Regions from separate parts of the Mus musculus genome. Here regions 2 and 3 are each linked to region 1. Evidence: chromatin contacts called from public HiChIP or PLAC-seq and Micro-C data. All regions are on one chromosome and are shown on one strand. The core of a region is the stretch at or near the end of the contact, and the rest is flanking DNA. Distances in the headings are between cores, read along the strand shown. Region 1 has its middle 180 kb from the start of Gm24502. Region 2 has its middle 70 kb from the start of Gm32558. Region 3 overlaps Kit (KIT proto-oncogene receptor tyrosine kinase).

Region 1 (3,259 bases), core at 238-2,737:
TTCATCTTGGACAAAAAGAGCATACTTGCATCCCTTCTGGTATCATGCCCCATGGGCTATGTAAATATCTCAACTAAGCCAATTAGGCTCTTAATCCAGACCCCTCTTTATGCTGGAAACTTTCTCTCTGTGTGTGTGTGTGTGTGTGTGTGTGTGTGTGTGTGTGTGTGTGTGTGTGTTGGGGGAGAGGGCTTCTGTGTTTGTCTTGAGGATTGCATTTCTCCCCTCACTCCAGTGGACAGTAGGCTGTCTGTCCTCCCCCTCCCCCATAGGAATGGATTGTAGGGTTTTATAATATTTCTTACATATTTTTAAATGCTTTTTTGCTTGTGCTTCTAATCTGCGTAGAATGTGTCTGGTTATAGTGTATAGACTGTGCCTGTTATTTTTCTCCTATAGAGCTTGTTATGACATTTATTTGAAGTATAATAGGCTGCAGCCCCAAAGCTTGAATTTGTAATGCCCTTTTGCCTAGACAGTATCAATTTATCTCAGCAGAATCGTTGAGATATATACAAAGTCAGGCCTTATGTTCCCATTGCACAAATGCAGAAATGGGGCACTATGGTTTGGATAAGTGTCAATCAAAGGTCCTGTGTGACAAATTTGGTCCCCAGACCATGCACTATAAGGAGGAGATGGAATCTTTAGGGGGTGGGGTCATTATAGATTTTTACTTGAAAGGGACTTTGAGTCTTGGGTCCCTGCTTTCCTAGTTATCAAAGGTTCAGCACCTCCTCTGTCATGTACAAAACTGACTGGAAACAAACCTTTCTGAATCCTTTCGGTTGGGTTACCTTGAATAATTTGTAACAGTAACAGAAAGCTAGCACAGAGGAGAACTCTGGGAAGGGCAGAACAGGGCAGGGCAAGGATGGTTGAGTAGACATGTTCTGAATTAAGCACCAACATTCATAGTTACGCTGAAGCTGAGCAACATTCATAGTTACACTGAAGCTGCGATACTCCTTAGAGTCTACCATGCTTTCTTACTTATAACATCTAAGATGCTATGGAGAAACTCTGTGGTGAGTCAGCATTGCATCTGTGACTTAAGTCTTGGGATGTTTCATCAAAACCTTGTCACTGGTAGTCTTACCTCCTAGCTTTCAGAGTCTCTGACAGAGCTCAGCAACTCACTCTTTGTATAGAAAACTCTCCTGTGTAGAGCTTTCATTTCCACCCCTCAGAGGCTGTTCTTCTCCTCCCATCAGACTTCATCCTCCTAGGGATGAGAGATCTGCACACTGGAGGGTGGTAGTGATGGTGCTTCTGTTTGGTCTTTTCTTGGATTTTATGGCCTTCATTTCCCTCCAAGCTGTGTGGAATTGAAGAAAATACAGTTGGCCTGAACCCTGGAGCCATCTGTTCAACCTGTTTAAGATATTGGTGGTTGACTGTTTACTAAATAGACTTCCCTGAGTGACAGCCCAAAGGCTGGGGCCCTGGCCCTGGTTAATCATTACACAGTTAACAAACAGTTGGGGCCCTTGCTGGCGTTGTTATCATTGCGTTCAGACGCGCTGTTCTGTACCCTGCCATCAGCTACAGAACAAAAGAGGGACTGGGTGGCGTGTTTACCATAAGGATTTCCAGCAGGCTGAGCTCGACACACCCAAGCAGCACTAGGCATGTCCACAGTACGGTAGATGTGACATGTGTGATTTTATTGTTGACTTTCTCTTTGCCAGCACACGTGGGGGTCTAACGTTGGCTGGGAAGCGGGGCTCCAGGGTGGAGCAAAGGTTTAATGTTGTTGACGGTTTAATGCCCGAGAGCCATTGCTTTAGTGATCCCTCTCCCTGGAGACTTTTGCCCTTTTCCTAATCCTTTGCATAAACACTGCCTTGAAAACAGCTTATGAGGCAGCAGCACAGGCATGTGAAACTGTTGGTAAACAGTCATTGTGAATAATATTTACTCATAGTAGGATCCGGAGTCTCCCTTTCTCTTTGATGGGCTTTGCCAGCTGATACGGAGCTCTGGAAAGCCCCACAAACAACTGAGCCCCCCCCTCTGCCTGCTTCTTGGGGCAGATCAGAGTTCATGACAGAAATGGCAATTTAGCCTTGAGGATGGAAATGAAACATCTCTCAACATTCCTGCATACCAAGCGGCAATCTCGACTTGATGAAAGGATCTAAAAATAGGAAAATACTCATGAAGCCAGAAAGTTGGACACAGACAGGGTGAGCCATAGTGAGGAGCGGGGAGAAAAATGGCTTTGGAGGTGAACGTCCACCAGATCCTGGGGAGGCACTAGTCACTCTCCTTCACCCACGGACTTGGTTTTCTTCCTGTCCTCAAATAAACTAAGAAGCAAAACTTGGTTACTGTGATGATTTGTGTATGTTTGGCCCAGCCAGTGGCACTAGTAGAAGGTGTGGCCCTGTAAGAGTAGGTGTGTCACTGTGAGTGTGGGCTTTAAGACCCTCATCCTAGCTGCCTGGAAGCCAGTATTCTGCTAGCAGCCTTCAGATGAAGATGCAGACCTCTCAGCTCTGCCTGCACCATGCCTGCCTGGATGCTGCCATGTTCCTCCCTTAATGATAATGGACTGAACCTCTGAACCTGTAAGCCAGCCCCAATGAAATGTTGTCCTTCTGAGAGTTGCCTTGGTCATAGTGTCTGTTCACAGTGGCAAAACCCCTAACTAAGACAGTAAAAGAACAGGGTTTTCTTTATAGTTTGGTCAAACTGGGGAAAAAAAGACCTTATTTCTTCCCCCATGGTGTCTATGATAGTCTTACAGCCAGTACACAGGAAATCATGAGACAAAAGGCCAGAGGAAGTGTGTAGACTTAGTTGTGAGGCAGCTTAAGAGGTCTGCCAGGTCAATGCTAAGTGTGGGTGAGTGCCTGGTACTATGGGAAATGTGACATCCACATGTTGACATTTAGTCTAGGCTCCGGGCCCCACAGTTACCTGGCAACAACCGGGTGTGCCTGACTCACTATAAAAGGGGCTGCTTGACTCTCTCTCTCTCTCTCTCTCTCTCTCTCTCTTGCTCTTGCTCTCTCCTCTTGTTCCTGCTCCCTCTCTCTCCCCATCCCCCTTCCCCCAAAGTGCTCATGACCAGGAGCTTCTCCTCTACACGCCCCCGCCCCTCTCTGCCTTTCTCTCAACTCCCCTCCCCATGCCCCTGAATAAACTCTACTCTATAATATAGTAAAGAATATATATATAGTCTTCAGGAAAGTGACTGGACCTCAGTTGTTACCATGGTCACTGCCCTCAGCATAGAGGGATGCAAATGTCT
Region 2 (3,259 bases), core at 358-2,857, 370 kb after region 1:
CTCCAAGGATTCATGCACAAGTGTTCTGCCACACATGTGAGGTTCTCTCTCTCTCTCTCTCTCTCTCTCTCGTGTGTGTGTGTGTGTGTGTGTGTGTGTGTGTGTGTGTGTGTGTAGTGTCTGTGTGATAGCGTTGTGTCAGGCTTCACAGAAAGGTTCCTATGCTCCAGCCAGGTCCAGGAAGTCTTTGGGAACCCATCACCCTTACCAGATGAGGCTCCCCTCAATTTGCTGTGCAGGTCACAGTGCCTAGGACATCGGGGGAACGCTTCCCCTGAAATATTGACCTGACTTAGGAATAGTGGTCCCTCAGTTCCCCAGATCATCATAGCCAGCCAATCACCAGAGGACACCATCAGGAACCTAAAGTTTCCTCATGGCTGCCGTTCTATGCATCAGTAGCATGAATTCTGGAGAGTCTGGGGGAGAACTGATGTGTGTGTGTGTCCCGTTGTAGAAGTCACCGTGATTGTTGCTTCAGGATTTTGGACCTCAGTACATGTTATTACATGAGCACAATTGACCTGTGCTTATACAGTATGCTCACAGGCAGGACTCACCTACGACTTTTCTCAATCAGCTGATGGATTCTGAATGACCCCAGCATCTACCAACGTGCGTTTGTGTACTCAGGAAGTGAGCATCAGTCCCGGGCGGGCAGTTTGCAGACTCTGCCTGACTCTCGAATACTGTAGTTGGAACTGAGCTGGCAACTGAAGCCTCGTGTGGATCCCTGAGCCTATCGTTAGTTCTCTAGAAAAATAGGTTAAGGGTTTCTGTCCCTGCTGGTGGCCCAGAATGCATCTGTGCCTTTATAGATTCTTAGGGGAACATCATTAGGACCGGCTCTATCGCCCTCTTACCCCAGCACCCTTCCCCTGAGTGGAAGATGGAGACCTGGTTCTTTTCAGGTCTGAAATCATTAACTCTTTAAATTCTGACCATATGTTCATTATATTCTAGTCTACAGTACTGCAAAGACTGAGAGAAAAATGACCAAGCTGGGGCCATCTCTGATGGATGGCACAGCTCAGACTGTAAAAATTTTCCAGGTAACACAGGGGGCCCAAGAGCCTTGGGCTTCTGGGAACAGAATGTCAATCTTCTCAAGCTCGTGCTGTATCCCTCAGCTCCCGGGACCTCAGGAGCCAACCCATGGTGTGCAACATCTGGCCTGCAGCTTTCGGAGGCTGTGAATTCACGAGCTTTTCCACCTGTGCACTCTCCTGCGTGGTTACTCCTAGCTTTTAATTTTGCAGCCTGCACCAAAGTGTCCTAGAGGAGGATGCTGTCTTGCAAGCTGACAACAGCTCTCAGAGAGGAAGAAGAAGGAAAAAAACAAAAGCCCAAACTGAGCAAAACACCTAAGATCATTCCTGGAAGCCACACAGGTTGTGTCATTCAAAGATCCACAAAAGCTGGGTTTCTGCCGAGCAAACCTTTAACACAAACAGGATTGCTGCCCAGCCTGCCTTGCCACCTTGCTGGCTGCCTCTCCTTGAGCCTTCTCAGGCTTTTCTTCCCCTTTTCTCTCCCTCTGTTGTTCCTCTTCCTGGTGCAGCCACCATTGTGGCTGCCCTTTTGTTGTGGGTGCCCATTGTGTGACCTTCAATTTGCTCCGGGAATGGCTTCTTGTTGGATTTGGTAGATTCAAAGGGCTGGGGCTGCTGAAGTAAGATTGTCTGACCACAGTCCACCTGGCATCCATCAAAGACAAATAAACAAGCAGCGCTTATCACCGAGCTGCCTGCTGTAGCCAAACTGTAAATTAGAAATATAACGGCCTGCTTAGCTGCCTGGGGGGGGGGGGGAGCGGAGGAGGGGGGGCAGCAGGCAAGGTCCCTGGTGAGCCCTGGGTTTTGCTGAACATCATAACCAGTGGCTGTAGCTTAGGTGAAAACTTTGTTTCATTCTGCCCTCCTGAATTGAGAGCATCCACTTGAGTGAGTGAGTGTACATGCACACACACACACACACACACACACACACACACACACACACACGGCTGAAAGTATGCACCTAAAACATAACCAGGCAACCTTTGCCTGGTGAGTATGGGCCATTTTATCTTCAGGTTTTGCATTATACAACCTTCTTATTGTGAAGACTTAATGACATCTATAATTTCAAAAAACCAGGAGTCATTCATTTCAGTTTTTAAAAGTTGAATAGTATATCCCGTGTGTCTGGGAGATGATGGGAGAAAGGCAATTTTAAAGGAGACAGAAATCCTGACTGTCTGAAGGGATGTAAAGTCAGAACGCAGGAGTAGTCCCAGCAACCCCCTCGGGTCTCTGCACCTCACCTCTGTGTTCCCTATCCTGTCTGCCACAGCTGCCAAATTCCCACCTCCACTCCCGGAAACCGTGCTCACCTTGCACAATTTCAGCCCAAGGAGTGCTGTTCCAGAAATGTTTTCTCCTACCTGCACCGCCCAAACCCTAGCCAACTTTGCCTAAGGGAACAGCAGCTCTGCAGGGAAGAGAGCTAGGGAGTGAAGCCTGGAGCGCTCCTCGGTTATTTTGGGATATACCCTTTAGCTCTTCCTGCTTTTCCCAGCGGACTCTCAGGGGGTGGGGGTGCATGGGGTGGGGGTTGGAAGGGTGAGCCAGAGGAAGGATGGTTTATCTGTCTCAAGGCCTCCCTCCCTTTCATAACACAAAAGATGGCTCTTTGTAGACACCCACGTCCTTCTGGCCAGAACCCCAGGTAGTTCATTTACACCGTGCCTGGATGAGTTTATCAATTTGATTGCCGGGAGGGTTGATGATAGGGACCAAACCCAGGTACTAGCTAGCACATGGCAGGTAAGTTTCCTACCACTGAGCGACATCACTAGATCTCACAGAGCAACAAGACAACCATGTTGTGTGTGGCAAAGGTGTGCGGATGCTGGCAGGCTGTCAGCCTACATATTCAGTCTGATGGACATGACACTTGGATGGAGACAGGGGGTGCAAAAGCTGTCTCTAGATACTTTGATCCCTTGATATGAAGAAAGATTAATGAGATCCCAGTTCAAGCATACAGTGTTTTTTTTTTTTCTTAAACAAAAGGACTTAAAGCTATATATTTTAGAATTTATTCCAGAGTCTTTGTTCTACAGAACTTGGTTAACTTAGAACTCCTAGAAACAGGTCGTTCCTTTTGTCTGCTTGCTACTAAAATGACATTGCTGCAAGTTTTGCTAACACAGAGGATGAAACACTAGAGATACCCACCCGTTCTATAGCCAGGCATTATGGGGAAGGCAGAGCCG
Region 3 (3,259 bases), core at 224-2,723, 270 kb after region 1:
GAATGTTAATAGCCGCGGTCACCCATGGGTATTTTTACAGGAGGCGGGATTATCTAAGGTATATCATCTTGCCTATACCTAACATTGTCTTCTATCCTCATAGGGCCCACCCTGGTCATTACAGAATATTGTTGCTATGGTGATCTTTTGAATTTTTTGAGAAGGAAGCGTGACTCGTTTATTTTCTCAAAGCAAGAAGAGCAGGCAGAAGCGGCACTTTATAAGAACCTTCTGCACTCAACGGAGCCTTCCTGGTAAGGCTGATTTGCATAAACAGTCAGCTGTTGACAGGCAGTTCATGGGGTCATAAGGGTTTGCAATCAAGGCTGATTCTTTTAAAAAATGAGCAGAGGTGCTCCTAGGTGTGAAATCAGAATTATTAAATTGTTTAAGCGTGATTAACTATTCCGGAAGTTCAGATAGTAGTACCCTTGAAGATTCAAATTGAGATTTGTCACTGATTTCTCTTAAATGTGTGTCTCTGTCCTTCCTTCAGCCTTAGTCCTGTGGGATTGGATGTGTCACTACTTGTAGGGAAGAGGAGAAAGGCTGTCCTATGGTGGTTAAGTCCTGGAGACTGCGCAGACTGGCCAAGACCACCCAGCATATGTAGACTACTAGTTATCAGCATTGTTTTGGCATCCGAGTCTCTCCCCGCCCCTGGTCCCATCCCATGCCCCATCATTTTACTGCATTATAGTCACATCACTATCAAAGAACGTTGTTTGAATTCTGGACCTCATCGACATTATTCTCATGGACGATGATGCAAAGGATGATGGATGTATATGCAGGTTCAAGAGCCTTGGAGGAAACCTAGTTTGATGCACAACCAGAGTAGAAGTCATGGCTGTGGCTTGTCCATCCTTTCTTCCCCAATGTGCTTGAGACCCTTCAGGCCCAGTGGATATCATAATTGCCCCCTCGTATTTTATACTGCTTCCATTGTGGAGCGGATCTTACCTCTGTTTCATGTTTACTCTAAGCCCCGGGTTCAAATCCCAGCACCAGAAACTAATATCATGAAATGCCATACCAACTGTCTTTAAATGGCAGGATTTTGTCTTTGGAGGCCTTAAATCCAGGCTTCCAAGGAGACCTCAGTTAATGGGCGATTACCATCGCCCAGTGTAGCCTTTGCCACCACTAAAGCTTAAAGTCCCAAGAGAAGCCTCATGCTTTCATTTCAGTCCTGTAATTTTGAGTTGTTTAACATGGTACTAAAATGCCACCAAAACCCACCTTTTGTTAGTTGTTCTTGGACATAGACTCCTCATACGGAGGCAAGAGCCTCTTTGCCTTGTCTGGAGACTGGGCCCTGTGGTGGTTTTTTTGTTTTTTGTTTTTTAAACTTTCTGAAATAATGGCCTGAATCGGTCCATCCTGTGTGATGTTCTTTGCGCTTTGGGATCCCATATGGGTTTGGAGCCACCAGCACGCTCTGAAGGAGGTTGTTGTCATGGTGTTTCTATGCTAATCAGAGGCAGGAAGTACTAGAAATCTTGAAGAGTCTCCAGCCAAATGTTGCAGATTCAAGAGGTCCAGATGGTCTAGAAAATCATCCAAATTATTGGTGTTTATCTGAACCAAACTTGGGTTTTTTCAAACCTTCTTCCCTTCGTGGCTGTGTTCACCATCTCCCCCCTCAAATGTCTTCGAAGTGCCTGTTGACTTTCCATTTGTCTGAGTAGGGGCTAATTTAGAGTCTGAAGTAACCTGAGGTAACATTTTTTAGCTCTGTTTTTCCCCATTGAATTCTAACTGGATTCCCCCCCCCCCAAGACATTTAATTCCCTGAGAATTGGACCTTAGCGTTGAATGGCAAATATATGTATCCCACAGAACCTGATTTTGAAACTTTATTCAAGGCTTGCATTGCTTTTCTTGCCCTGGAGTCAGTGCTGCACGGTGAAGTGGGTGAGAACGGGAACCTGGCCTGGCAGTGCCATGGCCCCCACCTGCCTCACAAGTCCAGTCCCTTCAGTTCTGACACGGGTCTCGCATCTCTCCTGCAGTGACAGTTCAAATGAATATATGGACATGAAGCCTGGCGTTTCCTACGTGGTGCCAACCAAGACAGACAAGAGGAGATCCGCAAGAATAGGTGGGTACCCACCAACTAGCCAGAGCAGCTTAACACGCTGGGGTTGTAATCAAATCTTGTTCCTTTTTTTTTTTTTTTTTCTCTTGTCTCAGGGAGAGGGCTTAGGGGTCAGGGGCTGAGTCTGAAGAAACATGGGGCAGGGATTGTGCCTCTTTCCCACTAACTGAAGCGAGTACAGCATTCCCTGGAAGGAGCTACCGGTGGCAAAGGAAATTGGCCGGTGGCAGTTAACAGTACACAAGCAAAAGCACATGTTTTTATATCTACTATCTCACTGTTACAGTTGTGAGATTTTGAAGATAGACCCCCCCCCCCCCCATCATCCTAAGGTTTCTGGAACCCAGCTGGGGATGATCAGATAGCTATTGGCTTTGTGTCTACCATTGTTCCTCCCTGGGGAGGTGACTGGCCTGGGAGTCGACACTGCTTATCCACTGCTAGCTTTGATACTAAGGCTGCTTCTCCTCTCCTTACCACTAAGGGTTTTTTGGTTCTTGTTTTGTTTTTTTTTTTGTTTTTTGTTTTTTTTTCCTTGCTATCTTCCTAATAGACTCGTACATAGAAAGAGACGTGACTCCTGCCATCATGGAAGATGACGAGCTGGCTCTGGACCTGGATGATTTGCTGAGCTTCTCCTACCAGGTGGCCAAGGGCATGGCGTTCCTCGCCTCCAAGAATGTAAGTGGCATGGAGTCTCATGAGAGGAGCACGGCATCCTTTTTTTTTTTTTTTTTTTTTTTTTTTAAAGCCTTGAACATTTCCTAGTCCTAGTTAGAATTCAGAGTGTCATTTTGAAGTGTGGTAACCGAAAGCAGGGGAAAATTTCGTTTCTTCACGTTCCAACTTCTGTCTCTTTGGAATTCCTGTTCTAATTTCTAAGCTTGAAAGCGCAAACCTGTCTAAATGAGCCTCCATGAATATTCTTTTATATGCAGTGAGTTCATTTAAAAGCTTTAAGATGTAGGATGCGCTTCTAGAAAATAGAAGGATAGTGGTTTTATCAGAAAATGGGGGAGCCAGGAGTGTGACTCCCTCACTGTTACTGTGCCTGGTAAGGCATATGACTGTGTATGTGAGACCCACGTACTGTGTATGTGTATGTGACTCACAGAGGATCAGGACATGAGAAGGGGTCAGAGAGAGCATGGAGCAGCT

The links. A called contact is a pair of places that touch in the nucleus more often than the background predicts. HiChIP or PLAC-seq counts read pairs in DNA pulled down with a chosen protein or histone mark.
Region 2: a contact with region 1 is called in a Micro-C map of the G1E-ER4 cell line. The contact joins two enhancer-like sites. A contact is called at or near these places in 24 of 484 Hi-C or Micro-C datasets (ECoMG myeloid progenitors, the G1E-ER4 cell line, the HL-1 cell line and 8 more), 2 of 115 datasets of contacts at active chromatin or transcription factors (acute myeloid leukemia and embryonic stem cells) and 1 of 9 other capture datasets (embryonic stem cells).
Region 3: an H3K27ac HiChIP or PLAC-seq map of extraembryonic endoderm stem cells shows a contact between it and region 1, with 2.2 times the contacts expected there. The contact joins two enhancer-like sites. A contact is called at or near these places in 2 of 484 Hi-C or Micro-C datasets (the G1E-ER4 cell line and Sertoli cells), 2 of 115 datasets of contacts at active chromatin or transcription factors (acute myeloid leukemia and extraembryonic endoderm stem cells) and 2 of 9 other capture datasets (adipose tissue and embryonic stem cells).

Annotation. Positions count from the first base shown.
Region 1 is chr5:75,375,969-75,379,227 of GRCm38.p6, forward strand. No RefSeq gene overlaps it. Among named protein-coding and RNA genes, the nearest start is that of Gm24502, 180 kb to the right of the region's middle. Within about 2 kb of position 1,488, at least 71 of the 459 cell types and tissues checked have an H3K27ac peak or open chromatin away from gene starts, as enhancers often do. A contact at or near this core is called in the G1E-ER4 cell line, extraembryonic endoderm stem cells and liver, where this site is marked.
Region 2 is chr5:75,743,139-75,746,397 of GRCm38.p6, forward strand. No RefSeq gene overlaps it. Among named protein-coding and RNA genes, the nearest start is that of Gm32558, 70 kb to the left of the region's middle. Within about 2 kb of position 1,608, at least 33 of the 459 cell types and tissues checked have an H3K27ac peak or open chromatin away from gene starts, as enhancers often do. A contact at or near this core is called in the G1E-ER4 cell line and liver, where this site is marked.
Region 3 is chr5:75,645,733-75,648,991 of GRCm38.p6, forward strand. Kit (KIT proto-oncogene receptor tyrosine kinase) reads left to right here. Exons shown (of 21, transcript NM_001122733.1): 14 at 104-254; 15 at 2,016-2,104; 16 at 2,655-2,782. Among named protein-coding and RNA genes, the nearest start is that of Gm32558, 28 kb to the right of the region's middle. Within about 2 kb of position 1,474, at least 10 of the 459 cell types and tissues checked have an H3K27ac peak or open chromatin away from gene starts, as enhancers often do. A contact at or near this core is called in the G1E-ER4 cell line and extraembryonic endoderm stem cells, where this site is marked.